Regions from separate parts of the Hordeum vulgare genome. Here region 2 is linked to region 1. The links are chromatin contacts, called in public Hi-C maps. All regions are on one chromosome and are shown on one strand. The core of a region is the stretch at or near the end of the contact, and the rest is flanking DNA. Distances in the headings are between cores, read along the strand shown.

Region 1 (7,793 bases), core at 2,521-5,020:
CCCCATGTTCATCTCTTTTTGTTTCATCGGGTTCTAGGCACTCAAAGAAGCAACACTAAATAAGTTGGATGGATAGAACTTTTTGGACACTCAAAAGTTGGATGATCACACATGTGTTATATTATGCTGTGTTGCACTATCTTTGTTATCTTTGTTGGACACTCAAAAGCTGGATAAAACTGATGATGAGCAATTGCACAAGTGCTCTGTGTTGCTGGATACAAATATTTTGTGGCTGTGTGAAATGTTGTTGCTTTGTAAGATCACACATGTCATGTTGATTCCAAGTAATGATGTTACGAAAACTTATGTTCTTGTTGTGTTACACTCCATGCATGTGATGAGATAGCAATTCAAATTCATGCAAAATTGCGTTGTTGCTACAACATTACCCCGTGTAGCAGTTCACATTTTTATTTGGAGACCTTTACAATTTTGTAGCAAGCTCTTTTTGGTACAAGATTACATTTTTAGACGTTTCACAATATTGCAATCCCTGCCTATCAAACATGTGATTCATATGGCGCGGATTGTGATTGGAGGGGTTTGAAGTGGATTTGAGGGGATTGGGTGTAAGAGGGGGATTCACCAAATCCCGTGAAATCCCCTCCCCTCCAACCCTCTTAGATCCACCTCTACCAAACAAGGCCTAAAGGAGGATGACCCTCCGATCTTTGCATCTAAAGATGCATGTGATCGTTTTATTAATTATTTATAAAGATTTTACAAAGTAATATATCGGTAAGTCTGAAGCCACTATCTTACAATATTTGTCGCTATTCCTAACCACTTGTTGAAGGAGTGTCGATGATCCGAGCCAAATATCAAACAAACCTCGCACCAAAACCAAACGTCTACAGTTGGAGGCCCCAATCGAGCCTCATATCGGGTCTGGGACACACACCAAGTTTGATGGACTCTTAGAGGTCGTCGTCGTCGTCTTATCGGTTTGATCATATACTGTTGCATAGCCTGACCTTAGTACTATTGTTGATACTCTTACACGTTATCCTAAATGCCTAGTATAGATTTGTTAGTACTCCATCAGTGGCCCTACACTCTTGTCCGCCTGCTATGCTATACTATCGACCCGTGATCCCCTAAGGGAGATGATCACGAGTATATATATACATACTATAAATGATACTTGATGTGACTAAAGTCGGGTCGGCTCATAGAGTACCGATGAGTGATTCACAGACTAGGGGCTGAAAGGACATTTCCCTGACGCCCTCCTGTGTGGATCTTTTGTGGCGTAGCGACAGGGCATGTTAAGACCGCCTAGGAGAGAGGTGGGCCTGGTCCCTGGTCGTTGTCCGCAATTATTTCATAATAACACGCTTAACAAGTTTGGATATTTGATCTGAGTTGGTCGATTGACCTATACGCACTAACTTCACGCGGGAACAGTTATGGGTACTCGTCGTCGTTGTATCAGCCGAAGCTCTTCGTACGTCAGAATTGGAGTGGCGCGCGCCCGAGTGGTCTGCGTAAGCACCTGCCTTGTAAAGGAGGTCGTCAGGACTGATCTCGGTCGCCCACGCAACATGCAGGAGTACAAAGGGCGATGGGCCCAAGACCCATGCATGCATAGGATTTAGTCCGACAGGCTGGCCTCTCTGTTGAGTCTAGGTGAGGCTACAACGTGTTGATGTCCCGAGGTCGGACATGACCCAGGAAAGTGTATCCTGCCAGAGGGTATCAAGCATGTTGGGAAAATGTGATGCACCCCTGCAGGGATGAATTAACTATTCGAATAGATGTGTCCACGATAACATGATTTGGAGTTGTATTCCGATCTCTTAAAACTAGAACTGGATACTTAATAAAATACATCCAGACAAGTGACAAATACAACTCGGCGATCGCTCTCTCTCTTAGGGAGACGAGGAGAGGATCTCTGAGTTAGGATTATTGCTATACGTTGATACTTGTTACTATGAAATCTGTTCTCTTCTCATGCTGCAAGATGATGGCTACGAGAAGAGTAGTCTTCGACAAGACTAGCTTCCCCCCTTTATTCTGGCATGCTACAGTTTAGTCCACATATACTATCCCTTTTATTTGATACTAATGCATATGTAGTTTAGACCCGATGTAAGTCTCATGAGTATTTTGGATGAGTACTCACAGTCGCTTTGCTTCCTTTTCCCCTATGTTCTTCTACCCGATTGTTGCGATTAGATGGAGGATCCCACGAGCCTTATGCTATTGTCGACGACAGCTACTATCCCGATGGAGCCTACTACTACGTGGGGGTCGCTAACGACCAGGAGTATTTAGGAGGCACCCAGGCAGGAGGCCTTGCCTTTTCGATTAGTGTATCTTTTGTTCTAGCCTTCTTAAGACAAAACTTGTTTACTTAATGTCTATACTCAGGAGTTGTTGCTTCCGCTAACTAATGTACTCAAGCCCTCGTGGCTTGGCTTGTCATATATACCTTTATGTTTGATTTTTGTGTATAGAGTTGTGTTGTGATATTGATTAGGAGTCCTTGAGCTTGATCGTACACGTTTGCGTATATGATTACTGTACGATCAAATCGAGGGCGTCAAATGGAATGACTTGCAACACCTCTCCCTTGCACATAAAGATCCATAAGCACATCCTTGTTATCGGCATTCTGAAACTTTATGAGGGCAAAAGTCCATAGCTTCCTCTAAGCCCTTGTCATCATAACCGAGAATACAAACAAAACCCCTCCAAAGAGCAGAGAAGTGTTTGTCCTTAGTCATTCAAATGAGTGCCCGAGCTTCATCATTGCAAAGTGGACAGTGGCAAAGAGCTGAGCCACCAAAGTACCATCAAAGTCACTATTGAACTCCATAAGTGGAATCAAACCAAACTCATCACATTGCTAGAGCTTCGCAAAAATACTTAGCCTTCTCCCTCATGTGGCCAATGTTGATTGCATGCTACTTCACAATTTTTTTTTCTTTTGTGAAATGAATAGTTCATTAAAGATCCTCTCACGAGTTTGAGTCAAGAAGTGTATTGGTCCAAATACGATCACGCACAACCGTTGTGGGGTCCCCGTGCCACCAGATCCTCGTCGCATCGTCAATCATCACATCTGGGGCTACCATCGCCCATTCCACCCGCCCGAGCAAACGACCGCAAAAAGTGACGTGGTGTCCAGTCTTGCGCTAAGATCCGTGCTACCGTAGATAAAGCGTTCACTCGGAAATTGTAAAGAATCGACATCAACTTCATAGCTTTTTCATAATTTTAAGTACATGTTATGATGCCAGATTAATTAGCTCACAACATCCACGATATCTTCTCTCTTTATTTTATGATTCGAGTAAACAATTTGAACAAGAAAAATGAGAGATACCATACCTGTTACATGGATAGCGATTGGATTTGTAAAGACACTTTTCTTGTTCTTCTTGATTTGATAGTGCGTTAACTAATGACGGCTGCGAAACCCTTTGTGGTCATCGGTGCAACCACCCCACCCCCATGTCGTTACCACCAGTCAATCTCAGTTAGAAGGGAAAACTTAGCGCGTAAGCAAATCGATCGGGTCCTGAATTGACGGTCCAGATTAAGCAAAGCAAGTGGCCTAAACGGCTAAACCCACCCGTTCGGGATCACGCTCTACATACGGTTGACGAATGCGTAGGAGCGCCCATCGTTATCGTTATAGCAGCAGCGGATCCGCGTCCTCCGGGTCCGGGTGCCGCCGCCCCGCCCCGCCCCGCCCCCGGAAGTCATCCCGGGACGCGGACGCACATCTCCCAACACGTCCGCCCCGACCCACCCGACCCTCCGCGCACGCCACAAACCCACGCCAGACAGAGGTGGGCGAGCACTACTGCACACACGACACATCCACGCTCGCTACAAGAGCCAACCCCGCACGTGGCCGCGCCCAAGGAGACGACGACCAACACTCACCAAGGGGAGAAGAGAGGAGAGAGGGCGCACGCACGACGAGACGCCGGACGCTCTCGCAATGCATCACGCCAAGACCGACTCGGAGGTGACGTCGAGCCTGGCGCCGTCGTCGCCGCCGCGGGCGCCCTACTACGTGCAGTCGCCCAGCCACGACGACGGCGAGAACCACTCCAAGACGGCCGCCTCCTCCTTCCACTCCTCCCCGGCCGCGTCCCCGCCGCGCTCGCTCGGGAACCACTCCAGGGAGTCCTCCTCCTCGCGCTTCTCCGGCAAGGTCCCCTCCGCCGGCTCCTCCCGCCGCGGCGTCGCCGGCGGAGGCGGGAAGCGCGGCGGGGGTGGCGGCGGCGGCGGCGAGGCGGCGCGCCGCAGCCCCTGGATGAAGGAGGCGGCCATCGAGGAGGAAGGGCTCCTCATGGAGGACGACGACGACGCCGACGGCCGCGCCGGCGGCTTCTCCGCTCTCCCCAAGAAGGTGCGCTACGGGCTCGGCTTCGTCGGCGCCTTCCTCGTGCTCTTCGCTTTCTTCGCCCTCGTCCTCTGGGGCGCCAGCCGCAACCAGAAGCCTGTCGTCTCCGTCAACGTACGTACTCTCACTCAGTTCCTCCGTGTCGCCGGATTCGTGATTCATCTTGTCTTGCAACAACTGATGGTTCCTCTGCGTTGATTGCGCAGAGCGTGACGTTCCACAACTTCGTGATCCAGGCGGGGACGGACGCGTCGCTGGTGCCCACGGAGATGTCCACGATCAACGCCACCGTCAGGCTCACGTTCCGCAACACGGGGAGCTTCTTCGGCGTGCACGTCACGGCGCAGCCCGTCACGCTCTACTACTCCCAGCTCCTCATGGCCTCCGGCGATGTAAGCATTCATTCATTCACGCGCGCATCCTCGTACTACCGATTCTCTGTTTCTTTGATCGATCTCGTCTGATGGACGGATCCAATGGTAGTAATCCTCAGCTTGGAGAACAACCGAGGCGATTAATTTCTTGTCAAGATAAAAAATTTAAGCGGTACATTTACGTCAAAGAGTCGTATTGTGAATGCACATTTTCACATTGGAAACGCAAGAAGTCAGTCTTGTGGTTTCTAGATTGCGAACTTTGGACCACAGCTGCACATTGACCAAAACAAACGGGTGTTTTTTAGCCATGACAACGTCCTGCTGATAGCTACAAAAGCAGAGGCCACTCAACACTGTTGAAAAACTCGAACAGGACATCGTCATCCCGAGTTGCTGTCATCCAGTTCATATATACAGTATTTACAGAAATCAACTTCGTATTCTTCCTTTCTCTTTTTCTTTTTGGTAATTGGGTTGAGATCCCATTCCTGTTGTGAACTCATGCTACAAAACCGTCTAAAGACAGTACTTCTGAATCCTGATCCAACTGTTTGTGACAGATGAAGTACTTCTACCAGCCAAGGAAGAGCCAGCGCAAGGTGGCGGTGACGGTGGTGGGCAGTAAGGTGCCGCTGTACGGCGGCGGCGCGGGGCTGAGCAGCACGCCAGGGCCTAAGGGCGTGCCGCCTCCGCCGGTGCCGCTGCAGCTGACGCTAAGGATCAGGGCGCGGGCGGGCGTGCTGGGCAAGCTGGTCAAGCCCACTTTCTACAACAACGTGCAGTGCAGCGTCCGCCTGGACACGACCAAGCTGGGCAAGGTCGTCTCCCTCAAGAAATCCTGCACCCACGTCTAGCCACCCTACCTGACCTGCCATCTTTTCTTTCTTCTTCTTCTTGCTGCATGTCTTATGTAATGTGTCTAATGTAATATTACGTGGATTATTACTATTTTGAAGAGAGAACAGCATGTCTGTTGTGTATGTACAGATGAATTTTGTCGCCAGCATCGGGATGGATATGAATGATCACGCGTTTCTTGCCGCATTTTTTCATGGACGGTGACGGTATGGCGTGGGTTTTGTGATGTGTGCGCAAGGCGTGGTTGCCGTGAAGCCGGTGTTGCTTCCGTTTTTAGCGGACGTTGCTCTCCTCAGTGAGCATCTTCAGCCAGACCCTTTACCTTTTTCTTAGACGTTCGTAACGTCAGTGTCCCGTAAAAAAAGAAAATTAACCGAACCTTCACTTTATCCTAAACGTTTGAACCGACAGGCCTACCTTAAATTTGGAAATAGTATGAAGGGATGTGAAGGAGGTGATGCCTCATGGCGGCTCCAGGGTGGGTGGAGGAGGCAGCTGACTGCTCCAATAAACCGTAAAACTATCTATAATGGAAGTAGTAGTACTCATATTATGATGTGACAATTAATTATGATGCCATCTAAACAAAAAATGTGATGTGATAACTAATTAATGAAAAAAATTTGAGTAACTTAGCTTAACTATGAGTATTAACGTATACCAAGATAAGATGAGTCTATAAGCTAATAAATAAAAGACTCGTTGTTATTATCCCTATGTTACTATCCACTGTGGAGATAGTAGCTTAGATTAATTTTTTCGCGAATACGCAAAGATTGCGGATCGTTGCATTGATAGAAAAGGTGAAAACGTACAACTTTCAGTTACAAGAGCCACACGTACACAGGCCGGCGCGGGCCCAAAGAACCGGAGCAGTGAGATGTAGGGACTGCTCGTCCCCAATACATCAAAAGAGTTCTATCTCTCAGAAATCATAATTGCCAAGTCGTTGGCACCGACGCTAGCCGATAGGCGCACGTCTTCTTGGATGCACTGCAATAATCTCGCGGTGGATGGCTGATGGTGATCGAAGATACAACTGTTTCGATGCTTTCAGATCGTCCATGCAGTGAGTGCGATGGTGGAGTTGAGCCCTTTTCGGAGGACGGCGAGGGATGTGGATCATGCAGTGGTCCACCATTCCACGAACGATGTGTCCGGGATCGTAGCAGTCGAGTGACACCATGAAAGGACCTCGTGCCATACCTGTCGCCGAAACAGCCAGGCAACTAAGAAGTGATGAATGTCTTCGGTAGCCTGGTCGCAGAGTGCACACCTATCGTTGTGTGGTTGCCTACGTCGAGCAAGAAGGTCCATCGTCCAACAATGATCATGCAAGACAAGCCACATGAAGACCTTGATGCGTAGGAGGGGCTACATCTTTCATGTTAAACTTTCAAGATGCATCTAGCATAGAGCCATGGAAGAGGTCCACGTAATAGGATTTGGCCGAGTAGACGCTGGACTCCGTCCACCTCCAACGCAGCTCGTCCGGACCACCATCAAGAGTTCTATGTTGCAGCATGCGCCAGAGTTCAACGTATTGCACAAGGGCCACGGGGCCCAGGGCATCACCAATGTCGCGCATCCAAGTGCGTTCACGTAGCCGCTCCGTCACCGTCGTAACCTAGACTGATAATATATTCATGTTGTTACTCTATATTTTTCTTTATTGTAAGTAGTCTAAAGAGAATGCCTTCCTTTTTACAGGGACAAGTGATTTCATGCTTTTAAGTTTACTGATAAGCAACCAACTACAGTTACTTATGAATGTATAGTTCCAAGACGGCTCCAGAAACACTAGTATGATGGACGACCATTATCTCCTTTTTACTGCCAAAATCTGATGGTTACAATCACAAAAAAGAATCCTCGTATTAATGCGCAGAGCCGTTTCACTGTTGAAGAGTACTAGTAGTAGCAGTGTTCTACCATTACAGCTATCGATCTACTCTACTTGGGAGTACTATTGAAGTGTATTGGGGTTCAGTGAAGGTCTTTGTGTCGGATCGTATCATGTGATCCCATCTCCTGCATGCCCACGACTGAAACACCACTATGAAGTTACGGAGAAATTAAAGAAAATAATAGGATGAACAGAGTCAACATGTATATTTAAGATCTGATAGTACCCGAACGTTTGTATTTTAAGCATGTCACCTAGAACGTTTTTTCATGACAATCTTAAT
Region 2 (7,793 bases), core at 3,494-5,993, 180 kb after region 1:
GGCGTCCGGGCAATTTACAATTTGTTTTTTCTTCGTTAAGAACCGATTCAAGAACTCTCTGGCCGACTCGCCTGCCTTTTGGACGATATTACTTAGGTCGGAGGAATCGTGGGGTCGGACGTAGGTCCCCTGGAAATTGGACAGGAAGGCTTCTTCGTGTTCTTCCCAACTTTCGATCAAGCCCTTGGGCACGCTGTTTAACCAGTGTCGTGCTGACCCTTTCAACTTGAGGGGCAAGTATTTGATGGCGTGAAGATTATCTCCTGTCTCCATGTGAATGTGGCAAAGGAAGTCTTCTATCCACACGACGGGATCCATAGTTACCTCGTACTGTTCGATGTTGACGGGTTTCAATCCCTCTGGAAATTGATGTTGCATTACTTCGTATGTGAAGCATAGTGGGTGTGCGGCGCCTCTAGTCTGTACTATCTTGTGCCGAAGGTCGGCTTTGGGTTGAGTCCAGTATGAATTCCTGTCTCTCGCGTAGTAGGGGACCCGAGGTGGCTCTTTGTCCCATCTAGTGGGGGAGTACCTTCTAGACCCATACCTGGGCCTGGTGCGGCATGTCTTGTTATCCCGGTTGTATCGTAGGTTGTTTCTGCCACGAGGGTGCACTTTTTCCTTCACCTTTCCGCGGGGCGGCCCAGGATAGTATTCGGCGTCCCACGCCACCCTGTCGTGCCCTCGAGGCGGGCGGCCAGGCAAGTCGTAATATGTGTGCTTGGGGATGCGGGCTTTGTAGCCTCGTCATCGAATTGTGGCATCAACCGGTGACGTGGGTAACTTTTCTTCTTATCGAGCCATCCAGGGTTGTGTTCTTCTTCGGCGGCCAGTACCTTGGCCCACCTGGTGTTTAAGGTGTCTTGTTCGGCCTGGAGTTGACGCTCCTTTGCCTTTAAGCTTCGAGCAGTAGCTAGGAGTAACTGCTGAAATTCTTCCTCACCTCCGAGGTCCTCGGGTACTGCGAAGTCTTCGTCCTCCGAGTAGTCGTTGACAGGGGGTAATCATCATCATCCAACCTATTGATGTCGTCGGGGTCGTCTTGCTCCTCGGGTTGGTCTGCATCCTCTAGCGGATGTTCTGGTATTCTGAGGTTACCATCGTCCTCTAGGGTTTTATTTTCCCCAGTGCCTTCCGCACAGACTTTTCCCTTGTTCGCCTTAGCACGCTTACGCTACTTTCGGTGTTTTGAATTCTCCTCCCCGAATTTGTCATCGTTTGGCTGAGGGGGAGGTCACCATTGTTACCGGGCGTGTCCACCATGTAGATGTCATAAGTGAATGCGGTGGCCCATCACCCTGTATTTGTGGAGTGGGTTCCTTGGCCTCATAGTCCATGCCCTCAAGCTCCTCTGAGCCGTATTCTAATGCATCGGTTAAGTCTTCTACATTTGCTACCAAGTGGGTGGTGGGTGGGCTGTAGAAGTCCCCATATTCCAAGCCGTACTGCGAACGGGTCGGGCTGGTTGACATGTGCAACGATTGGATCAGCCCGAGCATCTCATTTAATGCCGAGGGCTCGTCCTCATACATCATCGGATGTTTGTCGGAGTTAACCTCCGGGGCCGCCGTGAGGGAGGCATGTTCGGTCAAAGCCGTTTGTTGTGATCCAGGCATCCAAGTCAGGTCTGATCTAGGGGCCGACTCTTCGAAAGAGAGGGATCCGAAGACATGGCCGAACGCGGGACCCGAAGTTAAAGCTTCGGGTTTTTTTATCTCATTGGCCGAAGCCGGGATTCTTGCGAGGAAAAGATTGGTCCGCGGATGGGTTGGGGGTTCGAAACTCCCTCACCTCGTTTGTTGATCGGGGAGGAAGCTTCCGATCTGGCCAAGACGGTCGGTTGGGTTTGTGTGCAGCGTAATGGTGCCGAACGAGAGAACTTGTCCGAGGACAAAGATGTCTCTGTTGCTGATTCAGTCACTCACGTTTAGGCGAGCCATCGATCTCCTCGGCGATCCAACATCGGAACTCTCAATGAAAATACCAATGTCAGTGTCAAAACCGACAGATCTCGGGTAGGGGGTCCCGAACTGTGGTCCTTAGATCTATGGGTTGTAGGAAGAAGGGGGAGACAGCGGTTTACCCAGGTTCGGGCCCTCCTATGGAGGTAATACCTTATGTCCTGCTTGATTGTATTTATGAAGATGATTACACAGTAGATCTACCTCGAGATCATATATGCTAAACCCTAGATGATTCAGCCTCCTCTACACGGATAGGGGCCTTTGGTTTATATAGACAGCAGGTACCCTAGGGTTTACAAGTTACCGACTATAATCGGGAATAGATGAGCCGACATAGTCTTTCTAAGCTTAAAGTACACACCAATCTTTGGGATACTCCTTCCACGGGAAAGGTCGTCAGAAGGCCCGATCTTCTACAGCACGGCCCAATGGGCCCACTTGTCATTGACTAACCGGCCGCTCGAGGACCCGAGATTCCCGGACTCCCTCACCCAATGTCTAACGTTCGAATCTTTTGCACTACTCAGTGCCTTCGAGATTTCATGTCGGGTCCATTGAGTTGCACATAAAGTGAGTAACTGCTAGAATTTTGGTGATGGTATATATACCCCTCCACCACCAGCTACTCTTGGTTAGAGCAACCAGGACGAAACATACACTGCTCATATCCATTTTCTGAGAGAGAACCACCTACACTTGTGTTGAGATAAAGGCATTCCACTCCAACCATATGATCCTTAATTTATAGCTTATCAAGTTGCTTTCCACCCAAGCCTTCTCTTCTATCAAGCCAAATTCTGTAAAAGAGTGATTGAGTAGACTATCTTCTGAAGTACAAGAGGAAATAGTTCATCATCAAAACAATATGTATTACCTTTTGAAGATTGGTGTCTCATAGATTGGTTAGGTGTCGCTTGCAATTCTTCAAATAGTGTGGAGTTGAACTAAGAAATTTATAGGGGCAAGGAGATCGCGTAGTTTCTGAAGATTTTTCCGAGTGAGGCTAGTCCTTCGTGGACGTAAGCCATGGTGGAATAGACAAGGTTGCTTCTTCGTGGACCTTTCGTGGGTGGAGTCCTTCGTGGACTCGCGCACTCGTTACCCTACATAGGTTGAAGTCTGTATCAACGTGAACGTACGATTGCACCACCTATCGAAACCATGTCAAAAATCTATGTATCTTCATTGCGCTTGTTTTCTCTGATCCTTTCTTTACTTTCACATGCAATGTCTCTACTTTCCAGTACCCACTACTTATATATGCGTGTGTAGGGTGTACCTCGATCTGTCTTAATCGCTAAAATCTATCTATAACTAAAATTAGAAAATGTTAAGTTTTAATTAGTAAAATAGTCTAATCACCCCCCCCCCCCCCCCGACCTATTTGCGAACCCACATCAGTGGATGAGAACACAACGACATGCTTCGTGGCGACAATCGACTTCTTGTTGATCTTCGTGAACTTTGATCCGCACAACAACTAGCAAAACCTTCACCAACTAATAACATTTTTTAAATCAATAAAGAATTTGAATCGCCAAACATTTAAAAAGATGATGAAGAATTTTTGTAATTCACGAACATTTTTAGAATCGATACCCTTTTGTACAATTTTATGTCTTAAAAAAATTACAAACATTTTTTGAATTCATTATTTTTCTTAATCATGAAAATTTACTGAATATCCGAGACATTATTTTGAGACTCGTGAACATTTTTTTCCTAATCCAAAACTTCTTCCAATTTTGTGAAAACATTTTATAATATTTCAAAGATTTATATAAAAATGATTTTTGAACATTATTTTACAAAATTGAAACCTCTGTACAAATTATGAGCATTTTTTTAAAGTATAAAAATAACATAAAAAATAAAGGAACTAGAACGAAGAAAGAAAAAAGGGGCGCCCCGCCCCACACTTGAGCCGGTCCAAAGCGGGTGAGGGGGGAACGAATGCATGAAGGGGAGCTCCTAGTTGGCGCTGCACGCGCCAGCTTCCTAAGCCGCCGCCCATGCATCGTTACCCCATGGGACGGCCCATACAGGTGAGCGCTTCATCAATGGTTTGGTCCATCGATCACTGGTGGGGTTTGCTCCATCGATCGCGTTTACACGCCCCTAGCTTTGAAAACACTAGTCATCCATTCAATAGTATGGAAAAATGAAATCTTAGCAAAAAATAAAAAATTGAAATAAAAAATGTTCATGGATTTTGAAGAAAAGTTCACTAAATTTTTTAAAAGGTTCATCAAATTTGAAAAAACAATCTACAATTTAAAAAATCATTGAATTTGGAAAAAAAACATCGTATTTTAAAAAAAGTTCATTGGTTTTGAAAAAAGTTCTTGGAATCTGAAAAATATGCATCATAATTGGAATAAATTCATTGAAGTTTTTAAGAGGTTCATCAGATTTTAAAAAAAACATTAATTTTGACAAAATGTTCATCAAAACAGAAAACAAATCACCGAATTCGGAAAAAAATATCTATTTAAAATAGAAGTCCATTGTTTTAAAAAATCATGAAAAATAAAATTGAAAGAAAACGAAAAAGGGAAAAGCAAGCAGAGAAAAAGGAAATTTAAAAAATTTAAAAATTATTCAAAAAGGATAAAAGGAAAACGAACTACATTTACTTCATTGCGCGAGGTGGTGTACTTGTATTTGTTGTTTCCTGGCAACCAACGCTTCAAGTGTTTGATCCCTGGCGCTGGGACCTCCTATTGTACGCCTTCGCACAACAAAACTGGCCCTCGCAGCAGCGTCTAGGTGGGCTGGCCCACGACAGCGCACCGCGAGAAAAACAACGCAGAAATTGGCTCTCGACACAGATTCGAACTAGCCATATCGCGTTTCCACACAACGCAACTGACCACTCAAACTAATACCAACTACGGATTATTTTACAGCACGGAACTTTTAAAAAAAGAAAATTGGGCACACTAATTATTACTTCCTCCGTTCTTAAATACAGAGCAAAATAAATAAGGCCGCTGCTACAAATCAGCCGGCTGATCTGCGCCTATGATCAGCCGGCAGCCTAGCCACCCGATCGATCCCTAAGTTCGTTTAGTCAGCCGTCTGATTCTCCACATTGGTCGTTTGTTTTTTTATTCGCATGGGTGCTAAGGCCACGACGCACTGTTTCGCATGTTACTTCTAATTCAGTCAAGAATCGAGCCATTCATGTTGATTGTACAGTAGAGAGAAAGCTAGCTACAATGCAGCACTTTTTTCTCTTTTTCATGTATCAACTAGTATTTAAGCTACGTGCATATATTCAGTCATTTACCGACTGATGCTACAACAACGCCATGTTGCGACTATCATCGACGTGTTGTGTGCCAGTGTTGTGAGAGCACCACTGTGCTATTAGCTGATGCTTCGACGACGATACCGTGTTGCGATCCGATACTACAATGGTGTACCGTACTGCGAGCAACCATGATTCAGAGCCGGTGCTGCAAGGGCACCGTCGTGCTATGAGGCCATGCTGCAACGACACCACCATGTTGCGAGTCGGTGTTGCGACGATGCCACTATATCACTAGCGGCCATGATTGTGAGCTGGTGTTGCGACACCCCCACCGTGACACGAGCGGCCATGATTGCAGGCCGGTGTTGTGAGGGTGTCGCCATGCTACGAGCCGGTGCTGCAAGGACGTCGTAAGCCAGTACTGCAAGGGTGCCGCAGTGCTAAGAGTCGGTGCTACGACGATGTCATCATGCCGCGAGCGGCCATGATTGTGAGCCGGTGTTGCGAGGGTGCCGCCGTGCTACGTGGTGATGCGAGGATGTTGTCATGTTGCGAGTCAGTGTGGCGACAACACTAGTGTGCTACGAGTTGGTGTTGCGACGACTGTGCCGTGCTCCGAGCCGGTGCTGCGACGACGCCACCACGCTACGAGTGGGTGTTGCGACGACGCTGCCGTGTTGCGAGTAGCTATGATTGCTAGCCGGTGTTGCGAGGGTGCCGCCGTGCTGTGAGCCGGTGCTGTGACGACGCCACTGTGTTTCGAGTGGCCATGATTACGAGCCGATGTTGCGAGCCGGTGTTGCGACGACGGAGTCGTCCTGTGACTACGCCACTGTGTGGCCAGCGGCTATGATTGCGATCCGGTGTTGCGACGACGCCATTGTGTTGTGAACCGGTGCTGGGATAACGCCATCGTGTCGCGAGCGGCCATGATTGCGAGCTCATGCTGCGACGACGCCATCGTGTTGTGACCGGTCATGATTGTGAGCCGGTGCATCGGTGATGTGAGGGTGCCGTCATGCTACGAGCTCGTGTTGCGACGCAGTCACCATGCTCTGAGCTGGTGGCGCGATGACGCCAACGTGCCGCGAGCGGTCATGATTAGGAGCCTGCTGGCGCCGTCGTGTTGCGCTGCGATGCCGGTGCCATGTTGTGCGCCGATGATGTGATAATACCATCATAATACGAGTGGCCATGATTACGAGCCGTTGGAACGATGTCGTCATTGTGTTGTGAGCCGGTGTTGTGACGACACAATCGTGCTACGAGCGGCTATGATTATGAGCCAGCACTATGAACGCGCATTTGTGCTACGAGCCGGTACAAACGTCGCTGCCATGTGAGCCGGTGCTCCGATAATGCCGCCGGGTGTTGCTGCGCCACCGCCTTGCGGAATCGACCATCGACGTATTCTGATGGCACGCAGTGCAGCAAGCTCGTGCACAATGGCCATCAACATGCACACATGCGTAGCATTACACATGTCTCGTAAATATTAACACGTCTAGTGTAGGACTACTAGCTATAGTATAACTGGTGCATGGCAATAATCCGATCATGCATTAAGGGCGTGTTTGATAGCCTGCATGAAGAATGTATGAGTCCAAAAGTTCCCTCCCCGACCCACTTTTCGCTGTTTGGTAGGGTATATGGGCTGAGGAGAGCATGCATCAACTTATGCAAAAAAGGGCCTCAGCATAGCTGAGCCCAGCACCCCCGCAGAGGCGAGCTGAGGCCAGCTATGCTGAGCCCATGCACCCTCGCCCCCTCGCCCCGTCGCTCCGGCGGCCACCCTGCGCCTCGCCCCGGCACCCCCGTTGCGCCTCGCCCCGGCGGCCCCCCTGCGCCTCGCCCCCTCGCCCCGGCGGCCCCCCTGCGCCTCGCCCCCTCGCCCCGTCGCCCCCTCGCCTCGTCGCCCCCTCGCCCCCTCGCCCCGGCGGCCTCCCTGCGCCTCGCCCCGTCGCTCCGGCGGCCCCCCCTGCGCCTCGCCCCGTCGCTCCGGCGCCCCCCCTGCGCAGTGCACCTCTTCCTCCTCCCTCTTCCTACCAAACACAGTCTCATCCAAACATGTCACAACACATGCATGACCACCAAACAACTGAAGATGCATGTATTCATCATGTCTATACTTAGCATGCATCAACAGAGAACAACTATGCTAGGATGAGAACAGCTGCCAAACACACCCTAAGAGTACGTTGTGTCTGTGGCATGCAGCAATTTACAAGTGACATGCAGCGGGGCAGAGCATAAAACCCGCCTCAAAACGAATACGCCCTCACCTGGACACGTGGTTGGCGGAAGAGATGGCTGATGTGCCAGCATGATCAATCGATAGATTTTAAACGTTTTCCAATAAATAAACATACATCTTAAAATATGAACGTATGTAGTTTATAGTAGAATCTCTAAAAGATCTTACATTTAGAAATGAAGGGAGTACACAACACTTAGATTTTCCAATTATTTGAAAACATGTTCACAGATTTCAAATGAAGTTCACCAACATGCAAAAAAAGTTCGCGTAATAAAAAAGGTTTACCAAATCAAAAAAGTTAATGTGTTAAAAAATT

What was found. Hi-C and Micro-C count contacts between places; a contact is called where the count stands out from the background.
Region 2: a Hi-C map of seedling shows a contact between it and region 1, with 3 times the contacts expected there. The contact joins the enhancer-like site here to the promoter of LOC123430285 in region 1. A contact is called at or near these places in 2 of 6 Hi-C or Micro-C datasets (leaf and seedling) and 1 of 1 datasets of contacts at active chromatin or transcription factors (embryo).

What each region holds. Positions count from the first base shown.
Region 1 is chr2H:477,094,092-477,101,884 of MorexV3_pseudomolecules_assembly, forward strand. It overlaps LOC123430285, which reads left to right and starts at 3,771. Exons shown (of 3, transcript XM_045114157.1): 1 at 3,771-4,483; 2 at 4,576-4,761; 3 at 5,307-5,732. The coding sequence starts at 3,962. The coding sequence ends at 5,600.
Region 2 is chr2H:477,268,983-477,276,775 of MorexV3_pseudomolecules_assembly, forward strand. No RefSeq gene overlaps it. Among protein-coding and RNA genes, the nearest start is that of LOC123426734, 24 kb to the right of the region's middle. Within about 2 kb of position 4,744, at least 3 of the 3 cell types and tissues checked have open chromatin away from gene starts, as enhancers often do. A contact at or near this core is called in leaf and seedling, where this site is marked.